Regions from separate parts of the Mus musculus genome. Here all the other regions are linked to region 1. A link is a contact called in public ChIA-PET and HiChIP or PLAC-seq data. All regions are on one chromosome and are shown on one strand. The core of a region is the stretch at or near the end of the contact, and the rest is flanking DNA. Distances in the headings are between cores, read along the strand shown. Region 1 holds the start of Rab33b (RAB33B, member RAS oncogene family). Region 2 overlaps Maml3 (mastermind like transcriptional coactivator 3). Region 3 overlaps Maml3 (mastermind like transcriptional coactivator 3).

Region 1 (3,723 bases), core at 737-3,236:
TGATTTGCCCTTTATTGTTCCTGGGGTAAAAGTAAAACTCTTTGAGGAAAGGGTGAGTATAGAAACGGAAACACGACGCCTCAAGGGAAGAAGGGGAGGAGGGGCAAATCAAACCTCTTCTGAGTAGACTGATGTAGGAGACTGCAATGTAAAACAGTTGCTTAAGGGGGTGGGTGGTCCCAGGTTTCATATGTGGGGAGGGGGGCAGTTTGTAGTCTCCCTGGTTGTCCTGGGACTAACTATATACACCAGACTGCCTTGAACGCACAGAAATCCACTTGCCTCTATCTCCCAGAATACTAGAGTTAAAGACACGGGTGCTCCCCCCCCACACACACACCTCCATCTCATATGTTTTAAGGAGTAGTATTAAGTAACCCTTAGTAGTTTCGCAACAGTGCCGAGGTTTACAGCATCAGGAGGCCCCTGACTTGTCAAGGATCATTATTCTGCAGTTGAGGAACCCAACCCTTCAGAATCCCAACCTGGCTGCCTTAGACTTCCTACTATGATTACAAAGTCTCAGTAGCTACCTGGGAGAGGGTCTGTTTTTGCAACAAGAGATATGATGTTGGCAAACCACCTAAGAACCATCACATATAAATGCCTCAATGAGAAAACAGATTTTTTTCCCCCTAGATAAATTGGTTATCATACAGAAAACGCCTCAAAGGCAACAGGTTTTACTCCCACAATACTTAGCATCTGTGCAATGCTCAAAAGAATTCCTAGATATAACGGAGGTTTTGTTGTTGTTGTTGTTGTTGTTGTTGTTAAATTGGGGTGTTTGAGGTTTGTTTGGTTGAGACAGGGTTTCTCTGTGTATTCTGTCTATCCAGGAGAGCCCTGTCTATCCTGGAACTAATTAGACCACGCTGATCTCAAACACAGAGATCCTGGTCTCTGTGAGAGTGCTGAGATTTAAGAAGTGTTCCCCCAGGCCCGACTTATAACGGAATTTTCTATGCTTGAAAAATTTCTGAGTTTCTTCCGGTTATACCCCACCACCACCACCACCCAGATTCCCAGCCCAAAACTCTCACTCAAGCAATGGGGGTGGGAGTGGGGGGGTGACCGCCCCCTACACCTCTGTCACTCAAAGTGTGGTCGGTCCACAGACTCATTGCATGTGCGTTATAGGGGAGCTTATCAAATCAGAACGTGCTTTTTTGAAAAACAAGAAGTCCCAGGTAAACCTGATGTACATTAGAGGTGGAGGAACAATGCCTCAGAAGTTTGATAGATACAAACACACTTTCCCACGCCATGGGGCGCACCGCACACTCCTGCCCAGACCCAGGGTGAGGTCCCGACACCTGCCAAGAAGGAGCGGCACTCCGCTGAGACAGCGTCCCCGCCCCACCGGCTCACCTTGATGCGCTCTCCATCAATATCCACGGCTCGCTCTCGGAAGTCCACCCCGATCGTGGCCTCGGTGCGGTCGGGGAAGCGGCCGGCGCAGAAGCGGTAAGTCAGGCACGTCTTGCCCACGTTCGAGTCGCCGATCACTATGATCTTGAAGATGCGGGAGCGGGCGGGAGGCAAACACCCAGACGCCCCTGACACCGCACAGCTGGACGAGAAGCTGACCTCCAGCGACGACTCCATCTCCGAAGTCATCCTCCCGCCCCGCCCCGAGCTGAGCCGGAGCACAGAAGCCGCGGGAATGACGCCACGCCAGCGACAGCGCTCCCTAGCAGTGACAAACGACGCCCAACTCCCCACAGCCCGCGGGCACCGCGGCGCGCGTGCGCGAGCAGCCCCTGCCCACCCAGGTGTGGCGCCCCGCTAAGGCCCCGGCGCACGCGCAGTAGGCCTCCGCCAGTCGGTGCGGTGTACCTGGAAAGATGCGTCGGCGCTCCCTGGCTGGACTGCGGCTCAGAAGGTCCGCCCGAGGGACCTCTATGTGCCGCGCTCCAGCCTTCTGACCGCCTCGCCACGTCCGAGGTTCCCGAGCTCTGGAGGAAGCTGCGCAGCCCCCGGGGGCGGGGAGAGAGAGAGAGACAGCGGAGAGGAAGGAGGCGCGGCCCGGCTGTGGTCTCGCGAGAGGCGGCGGCGCAGTGGCGTCGTGGCCGCCTGGTCGCAGCCGGGGTTGGGGCTTGGAGTTGGGCTCTGAGCATCCCCTGTGCTCACCGCTTCCTCCGGGCCTCCGTGGAGCGGGGCGGAACGGCGTGGGCAGGAGGGTGAGAGGCTACTCAGCTCCTGAACCTGATCTTGGCCGTAGAGACTCTCCTCTACCTCTGCCTTCCCGGTGCTGCAATGAAAAGTGTACACTACCACGACCCGCTCAGTTTGTTTTGTAAAAGAGACAAATTGTTTTCGGCTGGTTTGAGCAACACAAGTCTTAAATCTCTGTGATTCTCTTCAACTCCATAGAGTTCCAGGACAGCCAGGTCTCCTTGAGGCAGGATCTCTCAGTCAAACCCAGAGCTCATTCCATAGAGCTAGTCTTGGTAGCTAACTTGCTCTGGGGATTCTGTCTCCATCTTCCAAGGTAGGAATTACAGGAGGTCTTCCATGCCTGCTCAGCATTGCCTTGGGTTCTGGGGATCCAAATTTAGAACCATCTCCTTATTCCCTTCTTTCCTATCCAGCCCCCCCCCCCCAGGATTTTCATATTGTAGCTAAAGCTGGCCTAGAACCTCACTGTGTATCCAGGCTGGCTCTGATTTTTGTGGGAATCCTGTCTTAGTCTCCTGAATACTAGGGTTACAGGTGTGAGACTATGCCTGGCTGAATGTTACCATTGGTTTAAAATTAAAAATAAGTACCACTTAAGCTGAATGTAATACCACATGCCTATAATCCCAGTACTGAGAAGGCTGGAACAGTATGTTAGTGGTTACATGGAGACGTTTTGGAGTCAACTCTGAAGGATCTGACATGTTAACTTTGTAAGTCAACAAGTTCCAGTGCCAGTTGATGAACTGTCAATGAAACTCCTAGGTGAGAAAGAAAAGGCACCTTCTCAGAGAGGCAGAGTATACCCCATTCCCCAAGTGATGCCATGAGGCCAAGGTGATGTCTGTCCGATGTAAGTGGTAGCATTACAGGAAATGCTCTGCAGGAAACGGGTATTTCATAAATGGTCTCTGAATCTGTCCAGCTTCATCCAGAAGAGTGATGGTGCCTTTTCTCATCCTGGAGACCAAACAAGACTCCCCCTAGAACAAGAAGAAAAAAATATTTTTTATCACGCAAAAAACGATTGCTATACAAATATCCCTAGAAAAGAGCCCAGGAAGAAAGCTGTTGATCACTTTGCCTGAATTTACAGACATGAGACAAATGAGAATTAACCTCCATTAAATGGTTAATAGTTCATGAGATAATTTCACCATCTGTGTGCAGTGTTGGCAGCATTTTTCCTAGGAGGACTGAGATTTCCCGCATTCTTTGAATGCTTAGTAATTGGGCTTACATCCTGGGCATTTTAAACATTTCATTTTGAGACTTGGGTCCTATTGAAGTTCCATTGAAAATGTAGAACTGCATGATATAATAGTACATGCTGAGGCAGGAGGATAATCATGATTCAAGTTCAGCCTGGCTGCTGCCATGATGATCATGGACTAACCCTCTGAAAATGTAAGCAAGCCCCCAATTAAATGCTTTATTTTCTAAGTTGTCTTGGTCATGGTGTTTCGCTATAGCAATAGAAGAATAACTAAGACAGAGGCCTTCTTTCTCTCCCACTAAGGAAAAATGCTTATATTTAACACA
Region 2 (3,723 bases), core at 657-3,156, 480 kb before region 1:
TAGTGCTGGATCATATACCCCATTCAGTTCCAAACAGCTCATTTAATACAGAAGAAGCCCCGGTGATAGTTCCCTTGGTTCTACGCTTGCCATCCAAGCACTGCAGGGAGCTCTCCACCCTTGTAAAAAGCCAGGTGTGGTGGCACAGGTCTGTAACCCCAGTGCCTGGGAGGCAGAGACAGAAGGGTCCATCCAGGGTCACAGGATGGGTTACCACTGAGGGACAATGTGTTGTTTTTTGGCTTTTCCATGTGCACGTGCATACATGTAAACGCACATGTACGTACATGTGCAAGATGGCCGAGAAGTCCAAAGACGCAGTTCCAGAACAGTGGTCATTTTCTCCTTCTAGATAGCTTACATGGCCTTCCCTGAAATAATTATATAAGCTAACAGTTCCTATCCTCGCTTTGCTGTGCGTTTCAAACCCCTTATTATTTCAGCTACTAGGAACTGGCATTAGATGAGTACCAGGAAGCAACGGCCGTAATGATCAGGATTTCTAAGAAGGACCCGCCTGTTCTATTTCCACTTAGGTTTTTCTGCTTTTTAATGAGTACAGATTATTTTCTTCAAGTTGATGATGGCAGGATTTCAGCTGCAGCCAGCTCTTCAAACTCTTAATCCTATGTCCTCTTCTTAGCCCTTGTTCTTCGGTGTCTTACTTTTCTCTGTGTGCAAATTGGTGCCTACGGCAACTTATGAGCAAGGATGCTTCAGCAAAATGCAGACAAGGGTCCTTCTATGTTTTCTGTGTGTGCCCCAACCCTGTGTGGGACCACGCTCTGTCTCACAGTATCTGTGACCTCACATCGATCATTTCGAAGCTGTCACTTGCCTCTCTCCCAGTTGCATCAGTTTCCCCTCACTGTGACAAAACACCTGGGGTCATTGCCAATTAAAGAAGAAATGGTTTGAATCCACAGTTACTAAGGATTCAGTCCATGATCAGGCCCCACTGTCTTTGGGCCTATGACAAAGCAGTATTCCAGGTTGGAGAAAATATGTTAAAAAGAAAATATCTTACCTTGTGGTCACTAGAAAGTGAAAGAGAGACCCTAGGAAGGGCCAGGGTCCCAGAGACCCAGGGTTCCAGGGACCTCCAAGGATATTCCTCCAATGACTTAACTCTTTTTTAAAAAACAAAAACAAATGTCCTACTACCAATGGAGCCTTCAACACATGAGCTTCTGTGCCAGGAGTTGGGGGATCGAAGCACCCATTTTACCACTTTCATCAAGGGTTCAATTTCTCAGTGGTAACTAAGTTGATATTCCCTGGCATATGGGTCTCTTGGGAAGATTAGGTATGTTGATAAATACAGGTCTCTCAGCATAGTGCCCGGCTAAGGGTAGGTCCATGGGAGTGACTACTAAAGTCCTGTGGTATTATTATTTTCTGTTTTGTTATTTTAATTTGGCAGAAGATGGGACTCTGATTTGCATTGGTCGACACTAGGTTCACCATTGTTTGACCTTTTCAAGGCTAACAGAAGTGCCCCAGTTGAATGAGATAGCATCCCAACAGTCCTTTTACTGCCTGACCACGTATCTTGAAATGTCCCTAGGTGACTTCTTGTTTACTCATGCAGCCAGGAGAGGGATCTGTCCCCTCTGCTCATGGCACCTTAGAACTAGTGCCAAGGTAGAAGAATACTTTTCAGCATCTCGTTTGTTGTAATAAAAAGAGTCAGCTTATTCCAGAAAGTCCACTTCGACCTAGAAAACCTTCGCACAGACATTCTGCCGTAACCTTTGAGCAAATGATGGGTGTCCACAGCCTAAAACTGAAGATCAGGGGCATGTGATGTGTTTACTCACCTGGTGCTTTCAAACTGGCCGCTGTCTCCCACAGCAATCTTGAGGTTGAGTTATGCCACAGGGCTATGTCTTGTCATTACTGGGAGCTGACTGATGATTCAGACTGTACGGGGGAGTGACAGGGCCCATGCTCCCTCCTGTTTGCAGAGCTTGAAAGCGAGTAAACTTGAACTGCGTTTTACTTCAGCCCGACTCCCATGCAGGGCCCTCATCTTCTTCAGTCCTACTCAATAGGAGCCCACCTCCCTACAGATGTTTCTGCTGCTCAGTATCCAGGTTCAGCTCCAGGCTGGGGGTTTTTCTGCTTTCTCTTTCTAACCTCCTTTGGGAGGCAGAAGGGTGGGTGAAATGTACTCATGCTGCATCTCTCCAGTTAGAGAAGATGTTTCCTTTGTTGTCTGACTACACTGAAGTATTTTTCCAATCTGTTGTTATTGAAAAGAGCAACCCCCTTCTCCTGACACCCTTCCCTCAGCTGTAGGGTAGTGGTTTTTCTGTAAACAGAGCGAGGCCACAGGAGCTGTCTCAGTGCTGGCTCTAGCTCCTGCAGCCTGGTGTGTCTGCTAAGCATGATTTCATTCCTCCTTTCTTACAGTTTACTTTTAAAACCTCGGTTCTCCTGAGTTGATTTTTTTCCCCTCTCCTCTGAGTGTTTTCTAGGTTAAGGAAGATTTTATGCACATTGTTTGTCAAATCCTCAATCTCTTGTCTGTCAAGTATGATTGGGAATCCTGGGGGTATTAACCTGTTTTCCTGTGTGTGTCTGTGTGTGTCTCTTCTCTTTTCTCTTTCTCTTCCTCTTCTTCTTCCTCCTCCTTCTCCCTCCCCGTGTGTGTGTGTGTGTGTGTGTGTGTGTGTGTGTGTGTGTGTGTAACTTTAACAGGCCTCCCCCCACCTGGTTATCTTTGAAATTAAGCAGGAAACAGCAAGGGACTCTCCACTGTGAGGAGCCTCTGGCCTCCGCAGGGAGCACCTCCACTCACCACCTTCCTTTTTCATGTAGGACTTTGGACAGGCTCTTTGGTCCCCGTAATCATTTGTTTTACTTCACAAGACATTCTAAACTCTTAAAGAACCTAAAACCATTCTGTTCTGTTTGCTAATTCTTAACTCAGTAGGTAGAAAGACATCTGGAGCTGCAGAATAGAGCCACGGGGAAGGAGGGGCTTATGTCTTTGTTACCATTTTCATCTCTCTCTCTCTCACACACTCAGACACACACATACAAACATATACATACACATACATACACAGAGACACATATACACATAGACATACAACATACACACAGACATACAGACACATGCATACATACATACACACAGACATACAAACATACACAGACAGACATACACACAGACATACAAAACATACATACACACACAGACACATAGACACATACACACACAGATATACAGACACACAAACATATACACAGAGACATACAGACACACATACATATAGACAGACACACAAACATACACACGGACATACACACAAACATAGACACAGACATACAGACACATACAGACATACAAACATATACACAGACATATAGACCCATACATACATACATACATACATACATATATACAGACAGACATGCATACACACACAGGCACACACACACAGACACACACACAGAGATACACACATATACAGACACACAGGCAGAGGAGGTCAGTGGGGGAACCTATTCCTTAAGCCAGTGGAAATCCTTATCATTAGAAGGGGCAGTGGCTTGGAGCCCAGCCCTCTTCCCGTGCAGGAAGTGCAGTACAGACTTTAGGGCACAGCTGCTGGGGGCTCCTGCTGGCTCCTCTCACTGCTCCATGCCCTGAGCTGCCTGTGCCTGCTCCTCTGCAGCCCCCATTGTCTCCCTCTGCTCATGGTGTCCTTTGTC
Region 3 (3,723 bases), core at 823-3,322, 260 kb before region 1:
CAATCACCGGAGGCTAAGGCTCAAATGCAAGAGCCTGTGGAGTATATTCCACATTCAACAGATAACATGTACCAAGCTGGCGATCATATTCTCAGCCCATTAAAAGAGACAGGGAGCCTCCTACACAGTAGAAAATGTCACCAAGTGATTTCTGTCCTACAGTATACTCTTCATTCTGGTCAGTCACCTTGTCTTGAAGGTGTCAAGAGATTTTGCCCAGTTTTCATCTAGAGGCAGTGTCACCGTGAATGGAATAGCTGGTGTCAAAACAAGTGCCCTGTGTCCCATGTTCCAGCCGGGAAGTAGGCTTAGTTTGTGGTCAGTGGCCTGAAAGTAAAGCCACACTTCAATGCACTGTGTGAAGCCGGAGTCTCGCTGCTTCGTCCCCCATTTGCCTACCTAGGAAATTAGGGCAATAATTAATCCTGCCTAATGCAGGAGAACAAATGGGGCCAGTGGAGAGAAAAAGAGCCATGATGGGTGTGCAGTGCAGATGATGTGCAGAAAATCGCTCTGGGACCATTGAAAGGAAGCGCCTGCCGTAAAACCAGTCCAGCCACAGCACCGGGATTTTGAGGCTCGCCAAAATTAAACTGTATGAAGTTTACCAAATGTAACAGTATGACCCTGCCTTTCAAAATGTACGGCTCCCCTGTTTTGTGTCTGTTGGTCAGCAGATAGACTCTCCTGCTCATGTGCTTCCGCTAAAAGATCAGCAACCAGGCTGTGCCTCTCGAAACTGCGATCCCAGCCCAAATAGGAAAAGGTGGTTACATTGTTACACGTCACAGAATGTTTCTGGGGTTGCCTCGGCAACTGCCCCTCATAATTTGTTTTTACTATTGAGGTGTAACATCTTGAGGGTCGTTAAGTAAATGAAGAATTTAAAAACTAGATTGGAGGTGCATATCTTTAATCCCTTTAGAAGATGAGGCAGCCTTCTTAGAAGTGGGAACAAAACACCCTTGGAAGGAGTTACAGAGACAAAGTTTGGAGCTGAGATGAAAGGATGGACCATGTAGAGACTGCCATATCCAGGGATCCATCCCATAATCAGCTTCCAAACGCTGACACCATTGCATACACTAGCAAGATTTTGCTGAAAGGACCCAGATATAGCTGTCTCTTGTGAGACTATCCTGGGGCCTAGCAAACACAGAAGTGGATGCTCACAGTCAGCTATTGGATGGATCACAGGGCCCCCAATGGAGGAACTAGAGAAAGCACCCAAGGAACTAAAGGGAACTGCAACCCTGTAGGTGGAACAACAATATGAACTAACCAGTACCCCAGAGCTCTTGATTCTAGCTGCATATGTATTAAAAGATGGCCTAGTCGGCCATCTTTTAATACATCACTTTTTTAATACATCACTGGAAAGAGAGACTTGCAAACTTTATATGCCCCAGTACAGGGGAACGCCAGGGCCAAAAAGTGGGAGTGGGTGGATAGGGGAGTGGGGGGTGGGTATGGGGGACTTTTGGGATAGCATTGGAAATGTAAATGAGGAAAATACCTAATAAAAATTTTTTAAAAAAAGAAGATGAGGCAGGAGGATCACAAGTTGACACTAGGCTGGGCTACATAGCAAGACCTTGTCCCAAAAGTGAAAAAAAGAAAAAACAAAAAAAACAAAAAAAAAAAAACAGGAATTCGTAGTACCTGTCACAAGCAGCATCCAGAGAGCGATGCACTTGGGACTCCAGCCAGTTCATTGGCTGGAATGACAGTTTGGAAGACTGAGCATCCTAAAAGGGTAAAGCAAAGACTTTGATGGCTATCCTGAGCAGGGGAAGGTTATCACAGCCTCTGTAGTTCTTGGTCCTCAAAACACCTGCGTAGTCACATACAGATGATAAAAAACAAGTTTGTTACAACTGCGCGTAGCAGTGGGAGGGGCTCATACAAGGTAAACACCCTCTGGTCTCTTGTTGCTGGGTTGAAGACACACATGGCTCAATGTTTCTAAAGGGAAATACAAGGTGGACACTTTGTCTCGGGTTTCAGGGTGTTTGCACCACAGCCCGGGTGGCAATATTTGTGTTTCCCTGCGGTCTAGGAAGATACCGGATGCTAGAGACTGGCCACATTCTAGCAGAGTCAGTTAGCACTTTTACCACAAAGGTTATCGTGACCTCAGAATCAGGGGACAAAGAAGGGCTTCTTGGTACCAGTTTGGTTTTCTGAATTGCAGTTGTCTGTTAGAACATTCTGGGAAGTGAGGACTGATGTGTTGTCATATAGCCCAACACAGAAGTCATTAGCCGCATATAGCTAAGAACACTTGGAAAGTGGCTGCAGTAGCAGCTTTTTTTTTTTTTAAGACCAAAGAGAAAATTTCAATTATATGTATACATGGGGGTGGGTATGGGCATCCCATAGGTGTCTGGGGAGGCCAGAAGTGTTAGCTAGCTCCCCTGGAGCCAGAGCTGTAGGACATTTGGGGGTCACTAGGCATGGGTGCTGCGAACCAACTGCAGGTCCCCCAACCAAGCATTATATGTTTTTAGCCACTGAGACTTCTCTCCAGCCCTTGGGTTTTTAAGATTAAATGATTAACTTAGTGGACAGCGGGGCTCGGATTTTTGTTCCCTCTTGAGAAACAGGATAGGCAAAATGGCTGCACTTGAGGCGATGCAGAGACGCTAAGAATGTACAGAGCCCAGGAGCTGGCAGAAAGCAGCACTCACACAAACAGCAGATGACTTGTGCCCTCCAAGATAAGGAAGATGGATCTGTGACAGACAGGCTTCCTTTTCCTGTCACCTCCCCGCCTCCACACACTCTAACTGCTGCAAGTGGAGAACTGGGTCTACACAGTCAAGCCTGGTTACCGTCAAGCTCAATTTACCATGACTTTTATTTTCCAATAAGCAATCTGGCCAGCTGTGGCTAGAAATGAAATCACCAAAGTGCCAGCCCCCTCCTCCCCCCACTCTGGTTATTGATTTATAAAGAACCTCTTCCATGTTCCAGGCTGTCATCATCACCAACAGTCACATGTAATGCCAGCAAATCCCATGGCATGGACAGAGTCCACAATTTATTTCTTTCAACAGGCAATAAATATTACCTTGTATTCCTAGATTTAAAATAAGTTTATTGCTTTTTTTTAGAAACAATCTTAAATGTAAAAGAGAGATTTAAAAACAACAGCTAACATTGTGACCACTAACTAGGGTTTTAAGAGCAAAGATCACAAATTAATTTTTTAATGAAATTTCTGAATGTACAAACATTGTTTTCGATTTCGTTGGCAGCTCTAGTAAGACCATTCTAAGAAGTCTATATGTCAGGAAAGCATCAATGTTTATAGAACCCTCAAAGACTGCCCTTGAGCTCTGTACAGAAATTAGGGTCCAGAATGACTCAGAAGACTCTGGCCATGCTGGAAAGGTCTTGGCTGACTGACTGGGGCCTTGGTAAACTGTTGCATGCAGAATGTCTATTCCTATCTTGATTCAAAGTAGGCTCTCTACCGCCAAAATCAGGACTGCTCACAGCCTTTCTAAGAAACTAGAACTACAAGGGCCTTTTAAATGTCCCGGGGAGGGCAGGGTGTAAGACAAGGAAAGGTGTCCCAGCTTCAGGAAGAGTGAGACGCAGCCTAGCCTCTTGGGTCCTTTATGAAGAAGGACAATGGGAGCCGCAGTTTATCCTGATGGGTAGGTAATACACTTGGAGGCCTTTTTTGTTTTGTTTTGTTTGTTTGTCCTGCAGCTG

What was found. ChIA-PET counts read pairs in DNA pulled down with a chosen protein or histone mark. HiChIP or PLAC-seq counts read pairs in DNA pulled down with a chosen protein or histone mark.
Region 2: a contact with region 1 is called in a FOXA1 HiChIP or PLAC-seq map of pancreatic cancer cells. The contact joins the enhancer-like site here to the promoter of Rab33b in region 1. A contact is called at or near these places in 1 of 39 promoter capture datasets (liver) and 4 of 115 datasets of contacts at active chromatin or transcription factors (bone marrow-derived macrophages, embryonic stem cells, pancreatic cancer cells and 1 more).
Region 3: an RNA polymerase II ChIA-PET map of memory CD8 T cells shows a contact between it and region 1, with 64 read pairs. The contact joins the enhancer-like site here to the promoter of Rab33b in region 1. A contact is called at or near these places in 7 of 115 datasets of contacts at active chromatin or transcription factors (bone marrow-derived macrophages, effector CD8 T cells, embryonic stem cells and 2 more).

What each region holds. Positions count from the first base shown.
Region 1 is chr3:51,482,229-51,485,951 of GRCm38.p6, reverse strand. It overlaps Rab33b (RAB33B, member RAS oncogene family), which reads right to left and starts at 1,986. Exons shown (of 2, transcript NM_016858.2): 1 at 1,372-1,986. The coding sequence starts at 1,620.
Region 2 is chr3:51,964,239-51,967,961 of GRCm38.p6, reverse strand. All of the region lies in intron 1 of Maml3 (mastermind like transcriptional coactivator 3), which reads left to right. Among named protein-coding and RNA genes, the nearest start is that of Maml3, 140 kb to the left of the region's middle. Within about 2 kb of position 1,906, at least 54 of the 459 cell types and tissues checked have an H3K27ac peak or open chromatin away from gene starts, as enhancers often do. A contact at or near this core is called in pancreatic cancer cells, where this site is marked.
Region 3 is chr3:51,743,645-51,747,367 of GRCm38.p6, reverse strand. All of the region lies in intron 2 of Maml3 (mastermind like transcriptional coactivator 3), which reads left to right. Among named protein-coding and RNA genes, the nearest start is that of Gm46803, 38 kb to the right of the region's middle. Within about 2 kb of position 2,072, at least 106 of the 459 cell types and tissues checked have an H3K27ac peak or open chromatin away from gene starts, as enhancers often do. A contact at or near this core is called in bone marrow-derived macrophages, effector CD8 T cells and memory CD8 T cells, where this site is marked.